2 separate regions of the Hordeum vulgare genome follow, and region 2 is linked to region 1. The links are chromatin contacts, called in public Hi-C maps. All regions are on one chromosome and are shown on one strand. Each heading gives the region's core, a stretch centred on a gene start, on an enhancer-like site or on the middle of the called end of the contact. The rest is flanking DNA. Distances are from core to core; before and after follow the strand shown. Region 1 holds the start of LOC123439578. Region 2 holds the start of LOC123443066.

The links. A called contact is a pair of places that touch in the nucleus more often than the background predicts.
Region 2: a contact with region 1 is called in a Hi-C map of leaf, with 4 times the contacts expected there. The contact joins the promoter of LOC123443066 here to the promoter of LOC123439578 in region 1. A contact is called at or near these places in 2 of 6 Hi-C or Micro-C datasets (leaf and seedling).

The regions. Positions count from the first base shown.
Region 1 is chr3H:83,650,323-83,655,714 of MorexV3_pseudomolecules_assembly, forward strand. It overlaps LOC123439578, which reads left to right and starts at 2,690. Exons shown (of 1, transcript XM_045116273.1): 1 at 2,690-3,552. The coding sequence starts at 2,932. The coding sequence ends at 3,312.
Region 2 is chr3H:83,903,014-83,908,405 of MorexV3_pseudomolecules_assembly, forward strand. It overlaps LOC123443066, which reads left to right and starts at 2,077. Exons shown (of 17, transcript XM_045119310.1): 1 at 2,077-2,289; 2 at 2,402-2,684; 3 at 3,573-3,674; 4 at 4,148-4,198; 5 at 4,284-4,345; 6 at 4,426-4,516; 7 at 5,065-5,129. The coding sequence starts at 3,614.

The DNA of each region.
Region 1 (5,392 bases), core at 1,440-3,939:
TTTGGACGAGGTTTGATATCGCATCGCGCACATGTTTCTGGTGCTATATAGTCTTGTAGACCAAATCGTTTTTTTTTTGTCGCGATAATCTTGTAGACCAAATGATAGGATGGTGTGCATGCAAGAACGGAGGAGTGTTAAGTCATGCATGCAAAAAAGGAGGAGTGTTATGTTTTTTTTTAATTTGAAAGATCTACTATAAATAATCACAACTTAATTTCAATTCTGAAATTGCTTGGCACATATACCGTCTGGTTACATGAGTTTAAGTGTTCTTTCTAATACGCAAAACTTGCATATCATTCTGTTGGACATGAGTTTAAGTTAATAGTGATCAACTTATCATTGCGTGAAATGTTTTTTACTCCCTTTTTCCCACTGAAATGTCAACATAATCTAGTAATTAGAGTTCTGCATTACAAAGCACACCTGAAGAAAAATAAAATATATCTAGGTCCTTAGGGAGCCATCGTCTTCTGCCTTGAGATGAGATGATGGCACGTCACCACAACTCCACTGCCGGAGCTGGCCTGCCTTTTGTTGCATGTGATAGGGAAATCATCCAGACTATGGCTAAGCTGAACCAGCGTCCCGGAGGAAAAACCGACACAACAACGATGAAGGATCCACCCAAGGACATTATACAAACCATTTGGTGAACCAGTCGGCTGGAAAGATGAAATTGTGTTGAGGGCGAGGACATTATACCAACCATTTGGTGTGTCTTAACCACCCAATGACAAGCTATAGTGGCTTACTTTAAAGCAACCTATTGCAATACGATTAATATCCCAGTCGGTTGAAAACTAAAGGTTTCTCCTTCCAAAGACTGAGTTTGTTACTTTAGAGTGTGTTTCTACTATACATAAACCCCATTGCATGTGCGCAATTCTATGGTCGGTTGCTCTAGTTTGCACATATCGACTCCACAAACCGACTAAAGCTAGGTTTTGTACTAGTATATCTTTTTGTATGCACTAAAAAATGTAATCACCAAAACAATACTTCCGCCAAAGAAGGAGTACACCAATCATACGGAATAGTCTAACCGAAAAATGATTAGAGCAGTACATTTTGTAGAAATATCTTGGTCAAATATTATAGCTTCAAGACACAGGACAATGCAAGAAAGGGAAAATGAGTCCGAAAAGACCTCTGTGACGTAAAATGTATAGGGGAAGGGGAAGGAAAAAAACATTTATAGGAGGAACCGGAACCAGCTCCCTCGATTATCGGCATCCTGGTCCTAGGTTCCTTCTCCCTATACCACATCCCATATGTACCTTTTTATCTCTATAAAACATAAGAAAAATGAATATAATATATTTTAATTTGATAGAATGAGGTTTTGAGATGACATACAAGGGTCATTCTAGAGATGAACGAAATTTAGGGGATAAATCTGTATTGTATATGTGGAGTTACATAGGGAAGAATGCAAGGGCTCACCACATCTTGCTCTTTGATCAGTACACTACTACAAGAGAGAAGTACACCTAAGACAGGATGTGACGTATGTGAGCTCGAGCTCACATGATCTTGGGTGAACAGTAAGAATCCAAAAAATAGTAATAAAAATTCAAGATAACCTGAACTTTTTGACAAGAAACATTGTTCTTTTTCTACATGCTTGAAAATGTTCATGATGAAATCAAATTTGTAGAGTTCTGCGAAAAAAACAATGCTCAAAAAAGAGTGTTTTGGAAGCTTTCTGGAGCATCAATTTTGTTAGTTTTGTCCACACCTACACAAATGTGATTCGTTCGCGAAAATTTGCATGTGTCTAGAAAAAACCTCAATGTTTATTGCCAAAAGAAAAACAGAATTGTTTGAATGTTTATTCGGATCTTACTGTTCGTCCGAGATCATGTGAGCTCAAACTCACAATAGCCTTTTGACCTAAGATTCTGCATATAAGAGTTGCCTAAAGTCAAAGTATCTTTAATTTAACTAAACTTATAGAAATAAGTAGCAACATTGACAATACCAAATCAATAGCGTTAGATTCATTATGGAATGTAGTTATATATTATATAGATTTTCTACTATAAATGCTGATATTTTTAATATAAATTTCTTTAAACTATGTAAATTTTGACTTGACACAAATCTTATACGCGAAGTAAAAAAGGTACAAGAATTTTTTGTAGCAACCTCAATCATGTCCCAGTCCCCATTTTGGAGGTCTTTGTCAAAGAAAATCAGTCCATCCCCTTTCCCTACCCACGTCCCCTATTGGGGGATCCCCCTCACACCCTATTCCCCCAAATCTCAGAATTACTATTACTATTATTTTACTTAGAAATGGGCATAATAATTTTTTTATATTTTTTAACACATAATGATTTTTTTATATTAGTTGAACATAAAAAGTTTTATGCAGAATACAGTATATTTTAGAAGGGCCGGCTTAGGTTTTTCTATAGACAAGCCCAGCTTATGTTTGATGTGTTTAGATCAGGTTTTATGATGCCCAGCCCAATCCACGATGCCTGGCCCGGGCCGATCAAATATCAGGTCTAGTCGGCACGACATTTCAGGTTCTCTATCCGTTGTTGCTTTTCGCGGGTAGGTTTCCAAGCGAAGAAATGAACGGTTTTCTCGCAAAGTAGAGCGTCCGGAGAAGATTGGGGAATCCTGGAAAGGCAGCAGCAACCGACCGCCGATTGTCTCGTAGCCATCTCGAAAGCTCCCGTCAGAGAAGAGGACACGCGGTGCCGCTTTCTTCTCCAGAGCCACCCACCAGCTTCCACTCCTCGCCATGGTCACAGAAGCAAAAGCGCGCACTTGCGGCCCACGTCTCTCCGGCCGTCCCCATATAACGACGGCGCTGCCCGGCACGCAGCAGATACGAAACACATGACCACAAGCATAGCCCAGGAAGGCAGGCACGTAGTAGATCCCGTAGCAGACGTCCCGAATTAAGCTCCGATGGACGAGGGCAAATATCAGCAAGGATGGCTCTCCGTCGGCCTGCCGCCGGCGCCGGTGCTCGCCGTCACCGGCATCGTGACCTTCTTCCTCTACCTGTCGTGGCAGATGGATGAGTACGAGGAGCAGCTGCGGCATCGCACCCAGGCGGGCTTCTGGGTGCTCCTGGTGCTGGGAGTCCTCGCCCTGGTCTTCCTCGCGCAGCACGCGCTGTTCGACGGAGAGGGCAGGGTTGTGGCGGTGCCGGCGGCGTGGCGAGGCCAGCCCGATGGCGGCTCCGGCACGTCGCCGTGGGGCGTCGCGGCCCTTGTGGCTCTGCTGCTGGTGCTGGTGTCTCACAGGTCCGACTTTCAGATATTCAAGCCCCCGGGGTTTAGATGAGCATGTAAATTTTTATTTTCAAGGAAAGTCATGTTATGTATCCCGACGCACATAGCTATGGTATACTATTATACAGTATTAAACAAAATAGAAGATATTCTCTTACACATCTGCATGATTAGGCCGGATAGCATAAATAGAAAAAGAGTTAAATTTCAAATATGATCGGTATGTTTGTAATTGGAGAAAGTTGTGACTAAAGTTGTACCCAATGGAAGAATGTTTACAGTCTGGGTGAAAGCGAAGGACGAACCAGAGGAGACGAGACAAGCCACAAACGGGATTTATGATTGGGGATGTAGATAAACATGCAGATTCTTCATGATCTGAATCTTGAGAGGTTTCTGACTGATGTTAGGACTATCGGAAAATTTATTTTGTGTGACAAGTAATTCCAAACGAAAAGAGTATGTAATATTAGAGCGGGTATCTTGTTGAAGTTGGCACACATTCACGCCTGCCGAGGCCAAGCCCCCATGGTGAAAAGTGAAAATGAAAACTGAAGAGGCCAGCGACGCAGTAAGACGGTGAATTCTCGTGATGGCTTTTCCTGCAAGCCACGCTACTTTACCTTTCCTTTCTGGGATTTTTTCACTGTTTTAAATTTTTTTTCTAAACATGAGCACAAAATGAACGAGATTCGAAAGTATTTCACGATCTGATCCTTTTAAAAACGTCACAAGCCGTGGCGTTGCTGCCCCACTATGCAACGCCTGTCTACCATGGCGTTGCTGCTCTATAGTGGCGTTTTTTCTTTTTTGCAACGCCAGTCTAAAGTGGCGTTGCGGATCCACTGTGAAACGCCAAAAGTGCTGGCGTTGCTGCCCAACATTGACATGCCTGTTTACCGTGGCGTTTTTTCTTTCTTGCAACGCCAGTCTAATGTGGCGTTGCAGGCCCATTGTGAAACGCCAACACGCGTTGCAGACCCACTATGGAACGCAACGACGACATCCAGCAGCCCACGGCATGCTGCCAGCAACATGTGTACTGCTGAAACGCCATGGACCATGGTGTTTCACGCGTGGCCTGCAACGCCACATTAGACTGGCGTTTGAGTGGGTCTGCAACGCCACATTAGACTGGCGTTTGAGTGGGTCTGCAACGCAACATTAGACTGACGTTTCTATGTGCGTCTGCAACGCTACGGGCTCTGGCGTTTCAAAAAAGGTCAGATAGTGAAATGGTTTTAATCAGAGTTCATTCCGTGCAATAATTTAGATTTTTTCACTGTTTTAACCTTTTTTCTAAACATGAGCACAAAATGAACCAGATTCGAAAGCATTTCACGATCTGACCCTTTTAGAAACGCCACAAGCCGTGGCGTTGCTATCCCACTATGCAACGCCTGTCTACCATGGTTTTTTCTTTTCTGCAACGCCAGTCTAAAGTGGCGTTGCGGACCCACTGTGAAACGCCAACAGTGCTGGCGTTGCTACCCAACAGTGACACGCCTGTCTACCGTGGCGTTTTTTCTTTCTTGCAAAGCAAGTCTAATGTGGCGTTGCAGGCCCATTGTGAAACGCCAACAGTGCTGGCGTTGCAGACCCACTATGAAACGCAGCGACGACATCCAGCCAGCCCACGACATGCTGCCAGCAACATGTGTACTGCTGAAACGCCATGGACCATGGCGTTTCACGCGTGGCCTGCAACGTCACATTAGACTGGTGTTTGAGTGGGTCTGCAACGCCACATTAGACTGACGTTTGAGTGGGTCTGCAACGCCACATTAGACTGGTGTTTCTATGTGCGTCTGCAACGCCACGGGCTCTGGCGTTTCAAAAAAGATCAGATCGTGAAATGGTTTCTATCAAAGTTCATTCCATGCAATACTTTCATCTCATGGGTTAAAATCGTGAAAAAATCCCAATACTTTTATCCCATAGATCAAAGTCGTGAAAAAAATCCTCCTTTCTGCGTCCATGCGCCGTACAACTCCGCGTGTGCCCTACGCTAATCACCCAACACCGGATTTTGTTTCTGTTTATCTCTCCATATACGAAAATGGTGATTCTAAAATCCATACGCAAAAGGTAACAAGTTAAATTTGTACTGTACAAGGGTATGACCAGAGGTA
Region 2 (5,392 bases), core at 827-3,326, 250 kb after region 1:
GATCACCTTGCCCACTTATTGTGATATTCAACAGGATCAAATGGTGGGAATAATTGAGCTTGATCACCAAGTTCGGGCTTATTTGGAGAAAGTTGGCAATGCAAACACACAAAACCCTAGAAATCAACAGAAACATATTTCTACAGATCTAGCTAGGCAAATCAACTCCCACAAATGCACAAATTGGTGTAACATCCTTATTTCGGGTCTAGATCATTCCTCCAAAGTTTGAGAGCAATCGGAGAAACTTGGAAATGTAGAGTTGCTCAAATTTGGTTCTAGACAAAGAGGGTTTTGGAATATTTAGGTGAACCAAATCAATCTAGATGGAGATGAAACTTGGCAAGATCATCACATATATCATGTATGACTTGCTAGAATTTTCCTGGAGTTTATTGGCAATATTTCATATGGAAATATTTCAAAAACTTGAAATAGGCAGAAGGGGTTTTGTCCAATATTTTCAACATGACCACGTGTTGAAATTATTATATATGAAAAATATATATCCAGTGAATTTTCTAAATTTTCACAAATATTTTTGAAGCAAGAAAATAATTTCCCTTCACAAAAGACCATTTCTGGCCTTAGAAAGAGTTTTTTTAATTATAATAGAAAAATAACTTTTAAAATAATAACTTTATGGTTTTGGAAAGTCCTTTTTGATAATAGGATCCAAATTAAACCATGGGGCAAAACATTTCTCCTAAATTGAGGACTTGTAATACAAATCTCAACTCGGTTTTTTTGAAGGCTTAAAATAAATAAATGCCTTTTGGTCAAAAATATTATTTAATAGAAAATGTTTTAGGTCATATTCACATGGTAGGGTAATTGGGCAAGGATTTGGAGCAAGAAGATGAGTATTGAGATATGGGAGAATTTTTGTGAATAAAAACCCAAATAGACAAGGAAACATATAGCAACCAATTCAATCATCACATGCACACAAAAAATTAAATGATTCCAAAATTTATAAAAAACATAATGTGATAAAGTGGTATAAACACACGGTGTGATATCATCGGAGGGAGTTTGGGTGATGGAATGGAGTGGAGGGAGTGGCTAGGTTTGGTGAAGAAAGCACACAAAGATTAATATATGTGAAATTGGGTGTGTGAGTATGAATCGGATCTAACTTGATAGACACACCCTACCATATGGGGTTGTCGGGGCATGTAAGGCCGGTTCAAAACACCCGTGTGAATCGTTTTTTTTTGACCGATCAATGATTGGGTGGTCCGTGCAAACAAGAGGAGTTTAAGGCACACTTTAGATCGGAAATTGCTTTTGGAGCTCGGCCTCCATGGAGATCTTTAAATTTGAAATTCAAATTTCATAAAAATTCATATTTGTACATTTTAAAAAACTCTGACAGAATACAGAGATAAGCGAAGGCGTAACACATATGTGTGTAAAATTTCATAAAAAATAGGCTGCAATGAGGGATGTATAAAAAAGACAAATCTGAGACTTTTTAACACATGATACTATTCATCGTTGCACGTTATTAATTTGTTTTTTGTGTGCAAATCATATTTTAAGGTATTTCATCCTAAAAATTTACACACATAGACATAACATTCTTCCTTACTTACATATTTTTTTCAGATATTTTTAAAACCAAAAAGTTTAACTTTTGATTTTTTTTCAAAAATTTCAATCACCATGGAGCTCGGCCTCTAATTGTCCATTCTCACTTTAGATGCTCTAAAGAGAAATGATACAAACGGGACACTAGTTAAGTCTCACGTGTAGTCAAAGACCTAGAAGGAGTAGGCACAGGAGAACAGACTGCGGCGAAGGAAAAGCAACAGTGACGTTTTAAAGCAATTTCCATAGCAATGGATCTGGCCCCCTCATTCAAAATCTAAGGGCTGCGATTTACTCAGGAAGCCGAGCGGACAGAGGCTACGGTTCGCGCGGCAGCTTTTTGCTCGTGCCTGGCGTACACGTGCTGGCCGCCAACTGGCGCTTTACATTCACCGTGTCCTCGATGCGCCTGGTGTAGGTACACCGATAGCGGGCACACAAGCCACAAGAGCAGCGATTCTTGTGCTGCAACACCGAGTCCATCCATCCACTGTGCTGCGCCCTCGCCTTCGTCGCCACCTCCAGCACAGAGCTACCAGGAGGCTGACAAAACCCCCAAACTCCGCTGCGCAGCGCAGCGCCGGGTTTCTCCTCCCTTTCTACGTCGTCGCCGCCGGGAAGCTTCGGACCCGCGACTCCGCGGGCGACATCTCCAGCCCGCCATGGCCCCCTCCTCCGGCGACAACGACGGCGCCTGTGCGTCGAACCTCCCCCTTTTCCCGCGATTGCTCTCTCTCGCATCGGTTATTTCCCCTCTCCCTACCTCTGCCCGCGTTTCTAATTGCGATCTGTGCGTGCGTGTGTTCAGGTGAGAAGGCTCTCACGAAGGCGGCCTCCGACGGCGACCTCTGTCGCCTCGAATGTGACCTGTTGGTGATGCTTTCATCGAACATGGGTGTAGTTACTCTGCTGCATATCGGGGTAAACTTTGGCCGTCTGGGGTACGCCGAACAGCATACGCCAAAGCATCGGTTCGCTGATTTCGATGAGGTTTCTCTCTGCCCACGCGCATGCAGTTTCAGTCAAAGCGGGGGCGAAAAGCGTGTTTCGAGATGCAGTGTCAGTCATATGCAGTTAGGGGTTATTCTCAGGTTGTGCTTCCAGTGAGTAGCAGTAGTAAATCGATGCCTAATTTTTCAGTGTCTATTTTGGTTTGCCATGCTATTAGTAAGTGCCGTGAAATGATATTCGTATTTGCACCAGCAACAGAAGCTTTGGATTCAGGCTGTGTGCACTTGGTGACGCAGAGGCTGGGATTAAAAGAAGAAGGGTGTGATTTTACTGTTTCTTATCGATGGGATTGTGATGTTCTACTCCACAAGGATGAAGTAGTTGCAATTGGTGGTGTTAGATAAAGTTTATGTCGACTCTCCGATCTCCACCCTATGAGCAGTGGCGGTGCTACAAAAGAATTGTTGGGTGGGCTGGAGGGTACCGTATATGTGTGTGTCCAGTACCAGCGGCTGCTCCTGAGCACCTCCGCTCCGATGCATGTTTTTTCTTTGAGGAACAAGTGCTATGCCTGCGACTGTGGGAGGCTGATTCCGTGATACTTGATGTATTTCTGTATCGCTGTCCACCGTGATGAGTTGTGCTTCATATAAAAAATATTTTTGTTCCAGACTTGGGCGGGCCACGGCCCACTCGGCATTGCCGAAGCTCCGCCACTGCCTAAGAGGATAGCTCGACTACATTGTGCTTTTGCACGTGATTGTTTTACTTAATGTTCAGTGCTTTTCCATTAACGATTCCATGAGTAGATGTTGATGCTGAGATTGGCAAATTTAAATGAATATGTTTTTGTTCAGGCTGATTTGCATATGAGCACATGTATCCAAAAACATCATGCACCTTATTCTTTAGAAAATACGATCGCCTGAAGTGAATTTGGAATAGCCTCAATATTTTCATTACTGGGAAGTGGCTTAAGCTCATCAGATACCTATTGTGTACCTGCTGTTGACTTTTGTTTTCTGCAGCTCTTGCGTGTAAGGAAATTGAAGATGGAACTGATAGATTGATGAGGAGGTCAAAACAAATATCTCCAGCCCCTACTCATCTCAGTATATACTCACCACAAGGTATTTATACCCTGGGCATATCTACATAACTTAGTGGTACACTGAAGGAGAATATTAGTGCTAGTTTTAACTAAATATAAGTTTCCAGATCCATTTTTTATAAATAGAACTATAACTTCTCTGTTTAACAACAGTAGCCATGTATCTCTGATTTCATTCCTTTTTGATGGTGTTTATATAGAGATCTTAATTTATACTCCCTCCGTTCCTAAATACAAGTCTTTCTAGAGGTTCCACTAGAGGACTACATACGGATGTATATAGACATGCTTTAGAGTGTAGATTCATTCATTTTGCTCCGTATGTAGTCCCTTAGTGAAATATCTAAAAAGACTTCTATTTAGGAACGGATGGAGTAGACAATTGCATTAATGCAGCTCCTCCATCTTCTTGTGTCTTATTTTTTTTCTGGAGGGGCCTTACTTCTGAATCTTCTTGATAAGTCATTTATTGTATTCAATTGGCTGTTGCAGCTGTCAACTTAACATTGATTGGTCTGCCGGGTCGAACTAAGGTTGCTATAGGTATTTGAGTGTCTATTTTTTCACATTTTCTTATTTAGGCAACGTTTACAGGAATTTTCATTCACTATGTTGCCATCTTTTTCAGAGTGGCAGCTTGAAAACATTGCCCAGGATAAGGAAAATGTGGTGCGCTTGTATGTCGAGAAGGTACTACCATTGCCTCAGTGGGATATGATGAGCATCTTGATATTTACCTATGGAGTGATGCATTCCTATCTTCTTTGTAGACAAACTGCATTATACTTGCTACATCTCCTGCTAATCAAGATATAGCAACATCGGATGCCATTAAGCTTGCTCGGGATGCTGATTCCACTGGTATGAACCAAAATTCTGCACTTATTTTGCCGCGATCTAATAATTCTTTTATCTGCCTATACCATCTTTCAGTATGATGTTGAATAATTATGTATGTACTTTTCTTTTATATTCCTATCAATTGTCATAATCTTTCCTGATGCCATTTGCTTCAAAGATGTTAGCACGATGGATGTTCAACATGAAAAATAACAAAATAATACTCCCTCCGTCCCAAAATAACTGTCTCAACTTTATACTAGCTCTAGTATAAAGTTGTACTAAGCTTAAGACAGTTATTTTGGGACGGAGGGAGTATCTTTTAGGAGAAACCCATGCACAATTCAGCAAGTGTTTGGTTCTAACTCTAGAGTATCATGCTTGATAATAATTACTGAGCCATGTACAATGTACATTCACTCCAATGACTTAGACTACTAGTTCTCATTTCTCACATATTATGGTTTGTTCATATTTGATTATGATGTGCTCCCGACAGTGACAACATTATAACCGTTGGATGCATCTACCATACTTGTAGCCTGAGGGATCATTTTTATTTTTCTCAGGTGAAAGGAGCTTTGGCATGTTGACTAAGCTTGATTTCATGGACAAGGGAACAAATGCACTTGATGTATGTTTCTATTTACTCTACTCTTTTCCTGTGCATTTTGGGCTTATTAAGGACCTTTAGATTGCCAATATTCGTCTTCTCGCTAAGGTTCTTGAAGGAAGAGCTTACAAGCTACAACACCCATGGGCTGGAATTGTTAACCGCTCACAAGCAGATATCAACAGGAATGTTAACATGATTATTGCTAGGAAAAAAGGACAAGGCTTCTTTGATTCTAGTCCTGAATGTGCTCATTTAGCCAGCAACATGGGTTTAGAATATCT